Regions from separate parts of the Sus scrofa genome. Here all the other regions are linked to region 4. A link is a contact called in public HiChIP or PLAC-seq data. All regions are on one chromosome and are shown on one strand. The core of a region is the stretch at or near the end of the contact, and the rest is flanking DNA. Distances in the headings are between cores, read along the strand shown.

The links. HiChIP or PLAC-seq counts read pairs in DNA pulled down with a chosen protein or histone mark.
Region 1: an H3K27ac HiChIP or PLAC-seq map of alveolar macrophages shows a contact between it and region 4, with 10 times the contacts expected there. The contact joins two enhancer-like sites. A contact is called at or near these places in 1 of 5 promoter capture datasets (liver), 22 of 47 Hi-C or Micro-C datasets (adipocytes, adipose tissue, alveolar macrophages and 13 more) and 2 of 2 datasets of contacts at active chromatin or transcription factors (alveolar macrophages and skeletal muscle).
Region 2: a contact with region 4 is called in an H3K27ac HiChIP or PLAC-seq map of alveolar macrophages. The contact joins two enhancer-like sites. A contact is called at or near these places in 1 of 5 promoter capture datasets (liver), 19 of 47 Hi-C or Micro-C datasets (adipocytes, adipose tissue, alveolar macrophages and 11 more) and 2 of 2 datasets of contacts at active chromatin or transcription factors (alveolar macrophages and skeletal muscle).
Region 3: a contact with region 4 is called in an H3K27ac HiChIP or PLAC-seq map of alveolar macrophages. The contact joins two enhancer-like sites. A contact is called at or near these places in 2 of 2 datasets of contacts at active chromatin or transcription factors (alveolar macrophages and skeletal muscle).

The regions. Positions count from the first base shown.
Region 1 is chr11:20,963,734-20,967,762 of Sscrofa11.1, forward strand. No RefSeq gene overlaps it. Among named protein-coding and RNA genes, the nearest start is that of RUBCNL, 30 kb to the right of the region's middle. Within about 2 kb of position 2,633, at least 32 of the 83 cell types and tissues checked have an H3K27ac peak or open chromatin away from gene starts, as enhancers often do. A contact at or near this core is called in adipose tissue and alveolar macrophages, where this site is marked.
Region 2 is chr11:20,947,286-20,951,631 of Sscrofa11.1, forward strand. No RefSeq gene overlaps it. Among named protein-coding and RNA genes, the nearest start is that of LRCH1, 43 kb to the left of the region's middle. Within about 2 kb of position 1,581, at least 11 of the 83 cell types and tissues checked have an H3K27ac peak or open chromatin away from gene starts, as enhancers often do. A contact at or near this core is called in alveolar macrophages, where this site is marked.
Region 3 is chr11:20,868,653-20,872,552 of Sscrofa11.1, forward strand. All of the region lies in intron 1 of LRCH1 (leucine-rich repeat and calponin homology domain-containing protein 1), which reads right to left. Among named protein-coding and RNA genes, the nearest start is that of LRCH1, 36 kb to the right of the region's middle. Within about 2 kb of position 2,484, at least 21 of the 83 cell types and tissues checked have an H3K27ac peak or open chromatin away from gene starts, as enhancers often do. A contact at or near this core is called in alveolar macrophages, where this site is marked.
Region 4 is chr11:20,718,426-20,722,715 of Sscrofa11.1, forward strand. It overlaps LRCH1 (leucine-rich repeat and calponin homology domain-containing protein 1), which reads right to left. Exons shown (of 20, transcript XM_013980521.2): 17 at 1,007-1,116. Among named protein-coding and RNA genes, the nearest start is that of ESD, 68 kb to the left of the region's middle. Within about 2 kb of position 2,961, at least 7 of the 83 cell types and tissues checked have an H3K27ac peak or open chromatin away from gene starts, as enhancers often do. A contact at or near this core is called in adipose tissue and alveolar macrophages, where this site is marked.

The sequences.
Region 1 (4,029 bases), core at 1,383-3,882, 240 kb after region 4:
CACTGTCTTTTGTCCTCTAGTGAGTATGTGAGGAAGACAGAACTCAAGGCACTGATAAAAAAAAAAAAAAAAAAAAAAGCCGTGGGAGTTCCTGCTGTGGCACAGCGGGTTAAGAACCTGACTGCAGTGGCTCAGGTGCTTGCATCTTTGATCCCTGGCCCAGCACAGTGGGTTAAAGGACCTGAGGTTGACTCATCTGTGGCTCAGATTCAATCTCTGGCCTGGAGAACTTCCATATGCTGGGGGTGAAGCCATTTTAAAAAAAACCAAAACAGAAAAACACACCATGGACCTAGAGGTTATGCTTGCCCTAAATCACGTGGCTTATGAGTAATGGAGCCAGGACCAGACCGTGCCGCCTTATTCCCAGTTCTGCGCTCCGTTCATGACGTCGTGCAGTGTCTCCCCTTGGCAGGGAGCCCTGCTCCTGAACTGGACATTTCAGCTTTCTGTGCACCACGTGTACACAACACTTCAGTGAATGTTAAATATTATTTAGATTCGACAGGCAACTCTCACTGACCAGGCATCCCCACCCCTACCCCAGTCCCGAACTAAAATAAAATAATCAAAACAAAGCCACTGATGAAAACAAATGAGCAAAACCATCAACCACACTCCCAGAGGATCTGCAGAGTATCAGGAACAGGATGGAGGGCTGGAGAGTCACTGAGGCTGCCTTTAGATCCGTGCTCTGCCACTTACCTGCTTAGGGCCCTTGGCAACTGAGTCCTCTCTCCCTTCACTTCCTCATGTAGAAAATAAACGAAGAGTTGTGTGTGTTGAGAGAGTTCAATGAATTCTGGTACACAAGCCAAATATTCAGTTGACTTTAGCTTTTTGTGTGAGTATGTGTTTTTTAGGCTGCACCCGCAGCACATGGGAGTTCCCAGGCTAGGGGTCTAATTGGAGCTGTAGCTGCCGGCCTACACCACAGCCACAGCAACTCGGGATCCGAGCCTCGTCTGCAACCTGCACCACAGCTCGTGGCAACGCCGAATCCCTGACCCACTGATCGAGGCCAGGGATCAAACCTGTATCTTCGTGGATACCAGTTGGATTTGTTTCCACAATGGGAACTCCCAATTTTAGTTATTATTGAAGGATTATTTCCATTTTCCGGATTGGACTGTTTACAGTGGTGCAATTCCCTACACCATTAAAAATGTTTCTTTTTACTAGCTATGATCTTTTGACAGATGATTTCGTTAAAGTAAAGCTTATTTCACTTGCTATGCTATATATAGCCACAGAACCTGCTCGTTCCTCTTTTTATGTGTGTGTGTCTCTCTCTTTTGATTTCGCAGTTAAAAACTAGTTTCAGGGCTATTGCTCCACATAAGAGTAAGCCCTTCTGTGCTTTCCACATGTCACAGTTCTGAGGTTCGGAGGCTCAAGGTAGGAAACTCTTTAAAGAGCTGGCGAAGACTCTTATTAATACAGAAAAAGGAAGCCCTGCCTATTTACTTCTCAGAGGAAGCTGTTCTTTAAACAGACTCCCCCAAAGGGAAGCTGGGTCTTGGGGCGTTGCTTGGCTTCGATCACTGTTATTTCCTCCTAAATGGTTCTGTCCCTCTGACCTCTGTCTCCTTTAATACCGATTTATGATGCAAATGCCCCTTGATAGATCAGAGAACTGACAGTGCCTTCTGGCCCTCTGGCTTCTGTATCCCCAAAGAGCTAATAGCAATCACATCTCACTGAGCTCCTGGATTCTCCTTTTCACTGTTGGATGCAGTGGTATTTCTCCTTTCTCTTCATACCTACATTCCCCTAGTCGAGTGGGATTTGCCTGGTCCTTAGACAATGGTTCCATCAGACAGCGTTTACTTTCTTACCTATAAGTGTACAGAATGTCTCTCTCTCTGAGCAAGGGATTAGATCCTTATTTGGAAGAAGTCAGCAAATAGATTCATAGGAGATCTTTGAACTAAGGGGCTTAAGAACATCTACCATTAAGACACAATTTGAAAGTGAAACTTGGCAGAAAGTTTCCTAAAAAAAAAAAAAAAATTAAGTGTGGGTGTTTCCTAGTAGCTCAGAGGGTTAAGGATCCAGTATTGTCACTCCTGTGGCTCTGGTTACAGCTGTGGTACAGGGTCGATCAGTGGCCTAGCAACTTCCCCATGCTGTGGGTGCAGCAAAAAAAAAAAAAAAAAAAAAAAAAAAAAAAAAATTTAAGTGGAGTAGTCAGCAAATTTGACTGTTACCCATGACAACCTTGAGTTTAGTAAAAAAGGAGAATCTCAAAACAGGCGCCTGTCATTTCCTAGGCATGTGACCCCTCCAGGGATTAACAACTGTGATTTGGGTGTTTAGACAGAAACTTGGGCTGGTGTTGCACTACAGCGTCCTGGTAAAACTGCACATCCACAGTCTGGTATATTTCTTTTAAATTCAAACCACATGGAGTGACTTATTAAATAAGCATATGTCATAACATATTTGGGTCACTATCGGGCAAACTGAGAAGTTGGCAGCAGATCTCGTAAAAGTTACTCAATTGTCTGGTAAGCAAGGCGGCCTTTGAAAGCCTGGCCACTTGCCATTTCTTTAAGCCCTTGATGGGAGCAGCTGCAGGACAGATGAGGACTGAGAAAGTTGCTCTTCTTTCCTAAACGGGTGAGGATAGGGCTTGGGGTCAAGCCAGAGATATGTGTCTACACAGCATCTAAGGAGAATGAGGCCCAGCCAGGTCCCACCCTTTGCACCAGTTTGTTGCAGTGATGGGTGCAAAGCCAAATGACTACCCAGGCACCTGGGCCTCAACTCCTTACCTCTGCAGCTTTAAGGGGCACAGGAAGGGCTGTTGGGTTAATTGGGAGCTGGTTCTTGAAACTTTCGTCTTTCCTTACTTCCCTATTTTATAAAAGCAGTCACTTACACATGATAAAAATGATTAAATATCCCCCCAATACACTAATCTATCCCCCTTTCTGGTATCATAGCAGCCAGGAAATACAAAAGTAATTATCGAGACACTGGTCTTTTTTTTTTTTTTCGGACTGCACCTGTGACATATGGAAGTTCCAGGCTAGGGGCTGAATCAGAGCTATAGCTGCTGACCTACACCACAGCCACAGCAACTCGGGATCCGAGCCATGTCTGCACCACAGCTCTCAGCACCACCAGATCCTTAACCCCTGAGTGAGCCCAGGGATCGAGCCCATGTCCTTGTGGATATTAGTTGGGTTCGTTAACCACTGAGCCACAACGGGAACTCCTCTGTTGAGACATCTGGATTTGCAGGTTGATGAGAAGTCTCTCTGCATTTCTGTGATTATTGCGACTGCTCCTGATGACAGTAGGAAAATAGGTCTGTATGTTTAAAGTCAACAGGCCAGACTCTGATCTCATCTGTACAGCTACTGCTATGGCCTTTCCAGTACGTGTAGTGTGGCAGGAAGAAATTAGGAGAGCCTGGGAAGAGAGACACAGCAGAAAGGAGGAAATTGGGAGTTCTCTGGTGGATCAGTGGGTTAAGGATCCAGTGTTGTCACCAATGTGGCTCAAGTTCCCTATCTGGCCTGGGAACTTCCACATGTCATGATGAGGCTAAAAAAAACCCAAAAAAACAAAAAACAAAAAAACAAAAACAAAAACAAATAAAAAAGACATTGTCAGATTTCTCAAATACTCTAGCAGAGTCAGTAAATACAGGATTGAAATGTGCACAGAGCTTTTATTTATTTGTTTATTTAGTTTTGCTTTTTAAAGGCTGTCCCTGTGGCATATAGAAGTTTCCAGGCTAGGAGTCAAATTGGAGTTGCAACTGCCAACCTACACAACACCGGATCCTTAACCCCACTGAGCAGGGTCAGGGATCAAACCCTCATCCTTCTGGACACTAGTCAGGTTCATAACCCGCTGACCCAAGACAGGAACTCCTGCATGGAGCTTTTAAAAACAACTTTATTGAAGGATAATTGGTGTTCCCTAAGCCTCACATACTTAAAGCGCATAGTTTGATAAGTTTTCACACATGTACACCTCTTGAAAGCATCACCACCATCAAGCTAAGAAGCACGC
Region 2 (4,346 bases), core at 331-2,830, 230 kb after region 4:
ATACATACTGGTTTGCCTCTGCTAACCCCAAACTCCCAGGCCTTCTCTTCCCCCTTCCCCCTCCCCCTGGCAATCACGAATCTGTTCTCTCTGTGAGTACGTTTTTGTTTGGTAGAAAGGTGCGTTGGTGCAGAGGGATTTTTCTACTCCAGGGCTCTCCCCTTGCCAACACCCTGGCGGGGTGTGCTGCTCTGCCGCCCGGAAGCCCACCTGGCGGTGGCAGCCTCACACTGGGTGTCTGCCTTTCATGCATACTGCTGGCGGGGCAGGGAAACCTTGAACCTGGGCTGCAGCGGGGCGGGTGGCCGGGGAGGCAGCGTTGCTCTGGGGCACAAAGGTTCTGAGGACACCTAGATGAACGGACGTCAATGGCGCCTTGGCCCTGGGGCCTGGTGTTGCTCCGCTTTCCCTGCCACCAGTTTGGACATCAGGAAAACGCCAAGAACCAGCAGATCCTGAACTGGCTCCTCATTCCACCGAATGGCGGGTAGCAGTTCAACTTCAGGCCCTGGGCAAGTGCGAGGTGAAGGTCGCGCAGGCGCACGACGCCCTCCACCCCCCTCTCTGGCCACGCCCAGTGACCCCGCCGCGGCCCTCGCGACCTGCCCCACGTTCATCACCTGGTCTCCACTGTACCCCAGCGACGTCCCCTGCAACTGCGAGGGGCTTCTGGTGGACCCAGATGGTGCGCCCGAGCTCAGGTACAGCCGTCGACATGGAACGTGACACGTGACATTGAAGCTCTGCGGGTCCCAGGCCCCCGGCTGTGCCCGTGTGCCCCTCCATCCCCTGCCGCTTGGCAGTCACAGCGCGGCCCTCTGGAGATTTACCCATGGAGGTGTTTCTTCTAAACCCGCAGGCGGGACCGCCTGATGTCCAGGAAAATCCCCCGAGATGGGCCCTGGTCCTGTCCCTCCTGGCCTCCCCTTCCCCACAGTTCCTCATTAACAAGGTGTCGGAAAGACAGGACAGAGGATCAATTTTGAGAAGTAGTTCAGTGACGGGCTGATGAAAGCGGCGGAAATTTGGGTTATAGCCCTCTTTAGTAGTCCTTCGTCTCAGGCAGCTTCGTGAAATCCTGTTCTGTTTTCTCTCTCCAGCCCAACACTAAAAAATCGGGTGGGAAGATCCTTTTTCATTCAGTCAAAACCAGCCTATTTTTTTTTTTTTTTAATTTTATGGCCACACCTCCTGGGCCAGGGATTGAATCTGAGTCACAGCTGTGGCCTAGACTGCATATGTGGCAATTCTGGATCCTTTAACCCGCTGCTGCCAGGCGGGGATCTAACCCGCACCTCTACTGTGACCCAAGCCGCTGCAGTCAGATCCTTAACCCATTGCCCATAGCTGGAACTCAAAACCCAAACATTCTTTAAGTGTCATACAGAAAAAAGAGAAGGCTGGCGGGAGGAACTGAGAAGTGGTTGGTAAATTAGCCAGAATTTAGTAACTGGTGACGTGAGGCCGGGGTAGGGAGTGGGGTTGAGGAAGAGGGTGGAAATGAGATGCTTTCTCAGTTTGTAGCCTGTATGGCTGGGTTGAAGTGGTGCCTTCACACTAAGTGAGACAGAGGAGATAGAGGAAGTGCTGATTTAGGGAAGAAGAGGATGCGTTTCAGCACTGCTGAGGCTGAGCTAGACACTGTGTGGGCATTTAGATATATGAGTCTGAAGTTTAGGAAATGAATAATAATAAAAAAGAACCAACCAGGAAACATATGATTGATCTGGAACTGCAGTGGGGGAGTACGTGGCTTGTTCCTCTACATTTGGGGATAAAATAAAGGTCACTGCCCTCCTGACAACGTGTAAGCTTGAGTGGCATCAGGTCCGCTCTGCACTGGTTGTCCTCCTGGGAACGGGGCTGGGTCCTCACCTTTCTTCTCCTTTTGCTAGAGTGTGTCCTGCCTCCACACCCCCGCTGGAGGCTCCTCGGCCCTGGCCAGGATGAGTAGGCTGTGGCTGGCCCACTTCCCATCGGTCGCCGTTCCTGGATGTCACAGGTAAGCCTTTGGTTTTTGGATTTTCACGTCAGTCCCTATAGGAAATAAGAGGAGGATAAACATCAGAGCAAGAAGAGAAGTGGTCTCCCGTGTTTCTTTGGGGAGTAAATAGATTTTTCTGAACCATCCTGGTTGGCATTTTTCCTAGACACCAGAAGGGCCCCTTGGGAATTAAATGGGAACCCTATTGGCTGACTCGAGTGAGGGTAAAAACCAAGAGAATCCTAATAATGAAAACGATGTTATGTACTTTTCTCCTGGATTAACGGGTTGCTCTCCGTTGTTGTTGTCATTAATTCCCCTCTTTCTTTTAGCTTTGTTTTGTTGTCCTGTTTTATTTTGTTCTTTATTCTTATTTGTCCCCTCGGAACCAAATCTTGACTCTTGCACAAAATCTGATGCATGTGATCTGCATACCATCTGAGAGGTCTCCTTGTTGCTCTGGAGGGTGAAACCAGAGCCTCCCACCGTAGGTATTATGAGCACGGGGCTACGGGACTCAGATAAATGAATTCCAAATGCTGCCCTGTGCGGGATGAATAACAGTTCCTTGCGCTAAACAGGATATAGGATCCATGTGACATTTCGTGCTGAGAAATAAAGTGTCACAAGCCAGGCAAATGGCTTGTGGTTTTGCCACTTTCCTCTCAAATGATAGCAATATTCATTTTCCTCTTCTTCTTGACAAAGAAAAGAAAAAAAAAACAACTTGATCATCAGCCTTTTTGCTTTCCTTCAAAGATTTCGTGCAGCATGAAGTAAGGCTGACATTTTATAAGTGAACTTCAGGAATAAAAAGGCTAACCTGAACAGTTTTACATATATATATATATATATATATATATTTTTTTTTTGTCTTTGCCTTTTCTAGGGCTGCTCGCATGGCATATGGGGGTTCCCAGGCTAGGGGTCTAATCGAAGCTGTACTTGCTGGCCTACGTCACAGCCACGCGGGATCCGAGCCACGTCTGTGACCTACATCACAGCTCACAGCAACACCAGATCCTTAACCCACTGAGCGAGGCCGGGGATGGAACCTGCAACCTCATGGTTCCTAGTTGGATTTGTTAACCACTGCGCCACTATGGGAACTCCAGTGAACAGTTCTTCTCAATTGGTCAACTTTCACCCTAAGTTACTCTAGTAGCTCAGGTGGAAGTCATTTCTTCTGATTTATTGGAATAGTTGAAATGTGGTGATAGTTTCTTGGGAAGACTTTCAGGGAAATCCTTTGGATTTTTCAAATTAGGCATAAACATTACCCTTTATATTTGATTGCTGGGAGTTCCCATCGTGGCACAGCAGAAACGAATCTGACTAGGAACTGTGAGGTTGTGGGTTCGACCCCTGGCCTCACTCAGTGGGTTAGGGATCTGGCGTTGCCGTGAGCTGTGGTGTAGCTCACAGATGAGGCTTGGATCCTGCGTGGCTGTGGCTATGGCCGGCAGCTGTAGTTCCGATCCGACTCCTAGCCTGGGAACCTCCATATGCCCTACAAAACAAAACAAAACAAAACAAATATATATGTATTTGATTGCTACAGATAACTGGTTGGCCTCTGTCTCACAGCAGACATCAGTGGGATTTCTTTACACACGTTCACTCAATAACATTCCCTGACATCTGTGATGAGCAGGATGATGCAGGGTGTGGGAAGGTTCTTGCCCTTGGGACATACATGTTCTTAGCAGGAGACAGATAGATAGATGGTGAGGAAGACAACGTGGGAGTGAGGTAGCAGAATGAGGTAAGAGGGGCCGAGGAGGCGTGGAATAGAGAGGTTCCAATTTCACGGGAAGGAGAAGGGATGCATGGGGAAGCTTCATGGTAGGGTGACGTTAAAGCAGAGTCTTGAGGAATGAGGAGGAGAAGGGCAGGCAGCACGGACAGAGGGGGAAGAGTGAGATGGGCGTGGGTTTGAGGTGACGTGTCTGTAGGATAGGGAGCGTACGAGAGGGGAGGAGAGGGAGGGCTGGGGCCAGATTGTGACTCCAGTGGGCCGGGTCAGGAAGTTCAGATGTTATCCTGCTGGTGCTGATGAGCTGCTGGGGGAAGGGTTTACTCAGGGAAATATGCCTTTCTTTTATTTTCAGGAAAAGCTCCAGATCCTCTATTATTGTATCCTGTATTATTGTCCTACAGAAACAATCACCAGAGTCGGATTATAAAACTGATAAAATGTTGCTTGCTCTCAGGATGGGAAGGCCTGGTCCTGGCTAGTTCCAGGTCTCCCTTGTTGCTTGTGTATGTGAGGCAAGCCCACAGGCTCACATGGGGCTGTACCCGTGCGAGTCGGGGTGGGGATGTGGGTGGAAGGTGAGCGCCCTGAACACCCACCAGCCGA
Region 3 (3,900 bases), core at 1,234-3,733, 150 kb after region 4:
ATCCAAGCCACGTCTTCGACCTACACCACAGTTTACCACAACACCAGATCCTTAACCCACTGAGCGAGGCCGGGGATCGAACCCGCGTCCTCATGGATACTAGTCAGGTTCTTAACCCGCTGAGCCACAACGGGAACTCCAGCATTCAGTTTTTCTTAGTCTCCTCCCCCAACCCCCAAAAAGAGTAAAATAAAAAATCACCTCCACACTCTATGCCTAACTTCTGGTTTGTAGGAAATACAGGGGCAGGAGAAAACTGAATGGCTCCAAGGGAAACAATCCACCAGACACATCCCCAGGGTGGAAGAGTCTCCAAGGCAAGCAGCCGGGTCTCTTTAAAAAGTCACTGTCGTAGAAAAAAAGGTCAGAGAGCTGTTCCAGATTCTAAAACAAAAGAGCCCTTATGGCCGTACCATTGCAATGCATGAACACTGACTGAATCTTAGTGCAGGGAAAAGACAATCACGAAAGACATTTTGGAGAAACAGGGAGATGTGAATACAGACTGGTGATCAGGGATCATGAGAAAAGTCTTAGTACCTTTCGTATTTTGAAATGTTACTGTGGTTAGGTAGGACAATGTCTTTATTTTTGAGACAGATGGTTAACCAAGTTGGGGGCAAGCATCATGAGGTTTGCCTGCCCCAATGTGACAACATAGATTGTTCAGGAAAAAAATATACATATACATACCCCCCCCACTCAGATAAAGCATATGCAGCATCACGTCAACAATTAAGGAATCGAGGCAGTAAATACAAACATGGAAGTTCACTGTACTATTCCTTCAATTTCTCTCTGTTGGAATTTTTTATAATAAAAAGCTGTGCAGGGCGGAGGTGGCAATGCTGCTGAGACTTTAAACACGGGAACAGCAAGTAAGTACATCTCTAAGGAAACTCAAAAGAGTGAACAAGGAAAGGTACGTATTATTTATCATGTAACTAGCAGAGACATTTAATCAGACTAATAGGTAACTTATTTATATCTGAACGCTGCTACCACTTTCACTACCTTAAGATTTGCAGGAGTTATCTGCTCTAATCTGTCCCGGGTTTGCTATGTAAATAAAAACCACTTCACCATAGCAAAACTGTATGGTTCTGGTTTTCAGGCTTTCATGAACAGCATGTTGTAAATTGTAAATTACTCCAAGATCAGCCAGTCAGGAAAAATCAAAGAGCTCAGCATTTATAATTCTGTCTGAGATACATGACTGGATTTACCCATGAGGGAGCAATACAGCCTCAAGTTTGCACATTCCTTTAATTTCCTCATATCAAATTATATCTAAATATCCCCAGAGCACTCATAATCATAGCCCCACCATTTATTAACTTAGTCATACCAAAAATTAAATAGAAATGCTAAGACTAATTTCAGCAACCGAGATACAAAGAGAAATTATTAATTTCATGCATCGTGCATAATAATGGAAGTGATTTACGTATTTTTACCTTCTTTCATAGCTCTCTGACCTGCGCTAAGATTCTAATTTCAAGTCTGTACTATCACAGATTTGTTCACAATACGGGAGATATGTTTCAACTGTTCACCAATAAAACCAATGGCATTTAATGAAATTTACCAAAAGTCTGCTATAAAACAATAATAACAATGTCCTCCTCTAAAATTTGTCTCTAATTCCTAACTAATCAAAGAAAGCATTTACTAAGAAGCGCATTCATAAATCAGGGACAACCTAAAATTTAGCTTGAGTCAAACACTTTCTCTCAGGAATCTATAATTATGTTCCAGCACCCTATTTTCTTCTGATTCTTCTTCTAAAATGTCTTTTGCGGAGTTCCTGTCGTGGTTCAGCCAAAACGAACTAGTATCGATCTGAGTCGTATCAATGAGGATGCAAGTTCGATCCCTGGCCTCGCTCAGTGGGTTAAGGATCCACCGTTGCCATGAACTGTGGTGTAGGTTGAAGATGGGGCTCGGATCCCACATTGCTGCGGCTGTGGTGTAGGCTAGTCTGGGAACCTCCATATGCCAAGGGTGCGGCCCTAAAAAAGACAAAAAAAAAAGTCTTTCACTTATAACAAGGTTATCAGAAGTGTCCTGAAAAGCTGTCTAACCTGCCTTATTTCATCAATGCCAAAAAAAATCAGTTGTCAAGCTTCAACATGTTTTCACTTAATCAGCATTACAATCACAGGCAGTGCGACCTATGAGGCCCTTTTGATGGCTCAGGGCATATTTGAGGATAGTGTTTCCTTTCGAAGAATTGCCATTCCAGGGACTAAAGAAAGTGTGGCCCATGAATGGAGCCAAGGACCAAGATGGCGCTCCAGACCAGGCGTCCACTCTTCCCTAGAATCGGGGCCAGTGGAGACAGGAAGCTTTACCTTCAGCGAGATCGGCTATGCTGTTGTCAGAACATTTACAACTCCAGCAATCCGGATGGTTAGAGAAAGGTCTAGACCTATAACCCTCGTCCAGTATCTGTCATGAGCTGTCTGATCCTCAGCAAACCACACAATAACTAGGGTCTGAGCTAGAAGCCACGACTACGGTTATTTCACGGCCAACTTCTCATTTTCCTAATAAAGAAACCGAGATCGAATGCGAGTCATGGTCCCTCTGTGGAAGCGGAGACAAGCCACATCTATACACTGCGTCTAATGGTCCTTTCAGCTTGGGGAGAGTCAAGGGTAGGAAAAGCTGCTCTAGACAGCAAAGGGTGACAAGACCCCAGCCCCGCCCCCAAGACTTATTGCACAACTGTCACAGACTTCCTTAGCCTAGGGAGGGAGTCCATCAAAGTTGGCCAAATGAAATAACAAATGAAGGAAGTTCTCTTCCGCCTCTGCCGGGGCTGTCCTGGACCGCCAAGCACATGTGTCAGCAGCCTTGGACCCCATGTGTGACCTTTCCGAAGATCTTCAAGGGCAACAATTACCATGTGGAGTTGGCAAAAAGTGCCGTTTCTGTGGCCACACCCACCGATCTTTCTCCCCGCCTGTCATTCTCTCTTCCCCTCTCTTTATTTTTTATGACCATTGACTTTGTATCTCCTCCAAGTCAAGCTATTTCTAGATGTTAGATTGGCAATACATGTTATCCTGGTGAGAAGAATGCATCGTGCTTTGAAGGTTTCAAACCTCAAAATGAAAAGTGAAAATAAACTTGAAAGTGCAGGAATTCCTGCTGTGGCTTAGTGGATAAGGATTCCGTGTGGCCACAGCTATGGCCTAGGTGGCAGCTGCAGCTCAGATACGATTCCTGGTTTGGGAACTTTCATATGCCTCGAGCATGGTCGAGAAGAAAAAAAAAAAAAAAAAAGTGCAATTTTCCCCCCAGGACTGGAAAGAGTCCTGCCTGAGATCGGGGAGCCCACAAAGTCAAGAAAATTCTTAAAATGGACACCTGCGAAGCACAACCAAACGCGAATGTATGGTTTAGATTGAAAAGGCGGAAAAATACATTTACAAAGACTTAAACCACAGTCTTCACGGTTTGTTCCTTCAGCTGGAAAGGCTTTTTTTAGTACTGCAATTACATTTATCATTCTTGGAAGGGCATAAATGACAATGTTTATTCTTATCCGTAGTAAATCCAGTTACAATGAAAAAGAGACAGAGAGCTGTAACCTAAAGAGTGAAAATTACTGAAATAAACAAGACACATGAAGGTAAAGTATACGCAGACACACGAATTTCAGGTCACATTCATGTCTACAAAACGGCTGCAAGGTACAGAAATACTAAATGTTTTCTTACGAGTAGCAAAAATACAAGTGCCAGCAGCTCTTAAGACATCATACTTAACAAGGAGATCCCAAATGTTTTGAAATATACATCAGGAACTCCACCAAGTTGTTCCTACTCATTTCCAAAACCTTACTAATCATGAGAGAAAAAGACATCTGTTCATTATAAAAGCTGGAAACGT
Region 4 (4,290 bases), core at 1,711-4,210:
AATTACATCCACGGCTCTGCCTGGGAGCTGTGCTGGCAACAGAAATATAACAAGGAAGAAGCCATGGCCCCTGCCATCACCAAGCTTAAAATCTTCCCTGGCAACCAGCACAGGACATCACCCTTGGCAGCAAACTCAAATGGTTTGCCTATTAAATGAGTGACTCAAAAATTCTGATCAGGGAGTTCCCATCGTGGCTCAGAGGAAATGAATCTGACTGGGATCCATGAGGACGCAGGTTCGATTCCTGGCCTCGATCACTGGGTTAAGGAGCCAGAGTTGCTGTGGCTGTGGCAGAGGCCAGTGGCTACAGCTCTGATTCAACCCCTAGCCTGGGAACTCCCATATATCACAAGTGCACCCCCCGCAATAAATAAATAAATTCTCATCAGTTTGGGGTACAGAGCAAGAATAGCTATAAACATCTTTAAATTCATTGAATGTTATTAGGTTAAATTAGTAACAATTCCTTTTTCAAGAGTACCAGGACTGGAGTTCCCATCATGGCGTAGCGGAAACAAATCCAATGAGGAACCATGAGGTTGCGGGTTCGATCCCTGGCCTCACTCAGTGGGTTAAAGATCCGGCATTGCTGTGGCTGTGGTGTAGGCTGGCAGCTACAGCTCCAATTCGACCCCTAGCCTGGGAACCTCCATAGGCCGTGGGTGCGGCCCTAAAAAACAAAACAAACAAACAAAAAAAGAGTACCAGGACTGAAACAATACTAGCTTTTATACATAGGTAGTAAGTATTTCTACTTACATTCTCTCATCTATTCCTCACAAAATCCCATGAACGTAGATGGGAACTATTTATTATTTTAATACATGAAAAAACTGAAACTCGGGGATGTTGAGTGACTTTCCCAGGATGAAACGGGCAGTAGGTGAACTGGCTCTGACACCAGGTCTGCTGGCAGCGTGTCATCAAAGTCTGCTTTTTAAAAATACTGACTGCTGCTTCAATTCTGCAAACTGTTAGTCAGTTACACGGTGCTTCTCAGTACCTCTCGCAGCTGTTCCACCAGTTCCTTCTCTTCTCTCATCTGTTCCATTTTTCTCCGAATCGTAAACTGTGGATCTATAGATTCCAGATTTCTCTGTGGTCTTAGAAACACTGTAACAGAAAGGGAAAAAAGTCTTTATGGAGAGCCCAGTCCAGGCTGCCCTATCAGGCTGTTCCTATTTAAATCAAATTGTTAATTTATCTGAAATAATTCATTTACCACTCACAGAAACCAGAAATTCTGACTTCATGTGAAAACGCTTGTTTCGAATGTGCTAAAGGTTATGTTTTCACTTATTCTGGATTGTGTGTCTGAAAAGCTGTACCTTCGGGGGACAATCCGCTGAATCCAGGAAGGAGAGGGCTGGGTCCTTGCTGACACCCTTCCCGACCCCTTCTCTCCTTTTCCCACTGGTTTCTGCCCAAGTTTTTGTCTATACAAGTTTCCATCTATAGGTGAGGTTCCACAAGCCTTTCATTAAATTCAGATAACTCATTTCGAGTAAGAAGTCAGGATTGCTTTACATGATAAAAACAAGCTGAGATTTGATCCCTGGCCCCGGGAACTTCCATGTGCTGCGGTAGCAGGAGGACAAAATCTGCCTTCTATCATGTCACTGACACCCTTATCCTAAACGTCAGCTCTTCAGGGATGACCCCAAACCCCTTTTAGAAAACTGGCAGGATGAGAGGATGCTTTAAGAGAGCCTCTTTGGCTTCAGGTCCTTAAAATTACAACCTCCAGGAACAGCAACTCACAGTGACGCTCCCTTTGGAAGGAGTTAAGCCTCTGACTGCAGAGAAAATAAATGGTCTCAACGCTGAAGGATGACAACTTTTAAAGACTAATTAATAAAGAAGGTACAAAATCTTCTATGTGTGGCAGAGTGGTTATAGCCATGTCGTTAGAATACAGAGCCCAAGGCAGATTTAAACTTGAATCTTTTTCTTCCTTGAGATGTTTATCTTAAGACTGTCAACGTTCTGTGCCCACCCTCTGCCAGGTGGGGGTGGTGGGGGGGGGGCGGAGGGGGCAGAGCAGTTAGGAGTTGTGGTTGGTTCCCCGTATCCCATAGATTTTCAGCTTGTGGGGGGAGGGGGGTAAGGGCTTCAGAATATTTTGGGCAGAGCACTCTAATTTTAAAAAGCAATGCCATGCAGAAGGCTTGCACTGACGTACTGCAATTCTAGAAATTTCGATCGCTGTATCTTCAACAATGTAGGGTAAGAAGATCATACAATTTTTATCCTATTCAGACAAAGACTTCCTACGAGCCACTCTAAAAGCTATTCCAATTTATTAGCTGTTTTTAAATAAGGCTTACAAACCTATCCACCATATAATCAATTATCCCACATTCACCCAACTGTATCATTTTACTCATTTGTTTATCTCGCTTTGGTTAGGTTTTGGCCACATTGCACTGTGTTGATGTGAGATCTCAGGTCTCCCACCAGGGATTGAACCCAGGCCGCCGCACTGAAAATGCAGAGTCCTAACTACTAGACCACCAGGGAACTCTCCCAACGGCGTCATTTTCATCTCAACTTGTATCTTTGAACCAAAACACCTGAATAAATGTCTTGCATTACACGCCCGTCTCAGTATTTTCTTTGTAACTCAGTTCTGGGATATGTGAATCAGCACTCTGGTGCACTAGCGAGAACCCGAAAGCTGACACATCTTAAGAAACTCTTGACTTACAGGGTAAAGGAAAGGGGGTGATCTACACTGATCTGTGTGGTACACTGTACCTTCTGGACCTCAGACAGGTTCTGCCTCAAGGCACCCAAGGAAGTCACAGGCAGAAAGAGCCAAAGGCTAGTCACCAAGGCCCACAAATACCAAACCCCGCAGGAAATGAGACCGGCTGTTTTAAAAATTAAAGGCAGGGCAAGCAAAGGAAGTAGAGTAGGGTGACTGGCAGGGAGAGATGAGAAGCTCACCGAGCAGAGGGAAATGAGGAAGAGTCTGACAACCTAAGAAGCAGGGGAGACACTGGAAATGCAGGAAATTTGCCTTTGCACCACATGAAGCCCTACCCCCCCCAAATCTATGCATTTAAACAGCGACCAAAAGAGATTATATATTAAAATGGAAAATGGAGAAATAATCCACATCCCCAAAGAAGAGACGTCAACCAAACGGACCAAGCCCAGGAGTGTGGACCGAGTTGAGTAATACACACACTGACCAGCAAGGGGAGCCCAACACCGTTTAAACAAATCCAATGTTTTCTTTGGAGGTTTTATTTTCCTTTGCCTTTTTCTTTTCTGGGGGCAATCTTATCTAATACTGCCTGTCTAATATTTTCAATATGTTTTTATTGGCAGATTTCATTCTGAATACGAAACTATCAGGAAGTTAAATTAACTGTGAGCTTTTGGTTAACAGCACACTATTCAAATACCGACGCCTTGTTAGAGCCCTCTATGAGATAACGAGATAATGCAGTGATGTCTGCATTTCAATTTCCTGGCATTGCTTTCCCTTTTAAATTCCTGTACATCTTAAAAAATACAAAATGCGGAGTTCCCGTCGTGGTGCAGTGGTTAACAAATCCGACTAGGAACCATGAGGTTGCGGGTTCGGTCCCTGCCCTTGCTCAGTGGGTCAAGGATCCGGCATTGCCGTGAGCTGTGGTGTAGATTGCAGATGCAGCTCGGATCCTGAGTTGCTGTGGCTCTGGCCTAGGCCAGTGGCTACAGCTCTGATTGGACGCCTAGCCTGGGAACCTCCATATGCCGCGGGAGCGGCCCAAGAAATAGCAAAAAGACAAAAAAAAAAAAAAAAAAAAAAATACAAAATGCATGCTTGACTATTTGCTTTATCCACGGAAGCGATTAAAAAGCACGAAAACACATGGGAGCTGTTGTTTTTAAAACAAACACTTCAGGAGTTCCCGCTGTGGCTCAGCAGTTAAAGAGCCCGACTAGTATCCTCAATCCCTGGCTCAGTGGGTTAAGGATCCGGCACTGCTGTGAGCTGTATGTAGTCCCAGATGCGGCTTGGATCCGGCGTGGCTGTGGCTGTGGTGTAGGCCTGCAGCTGCAGCTCCGATTCAACCCCTAGCTTGGGAACTTTCATATGCCACGGGTGAGGCCCTAAAAAAAAAAGACCCCCCAAAAAAGGGGACACTTCAAATGTACATACAATTATTGGAAACCTGACTATAATACTACTAGCTTTCTAAATGGATTAGTTATCATAGTATATATAAGAACTTTTTAATGATTTTTATTTTTTCCATTATAGCTGGTTTACAGTGTTTATATATGAATTGA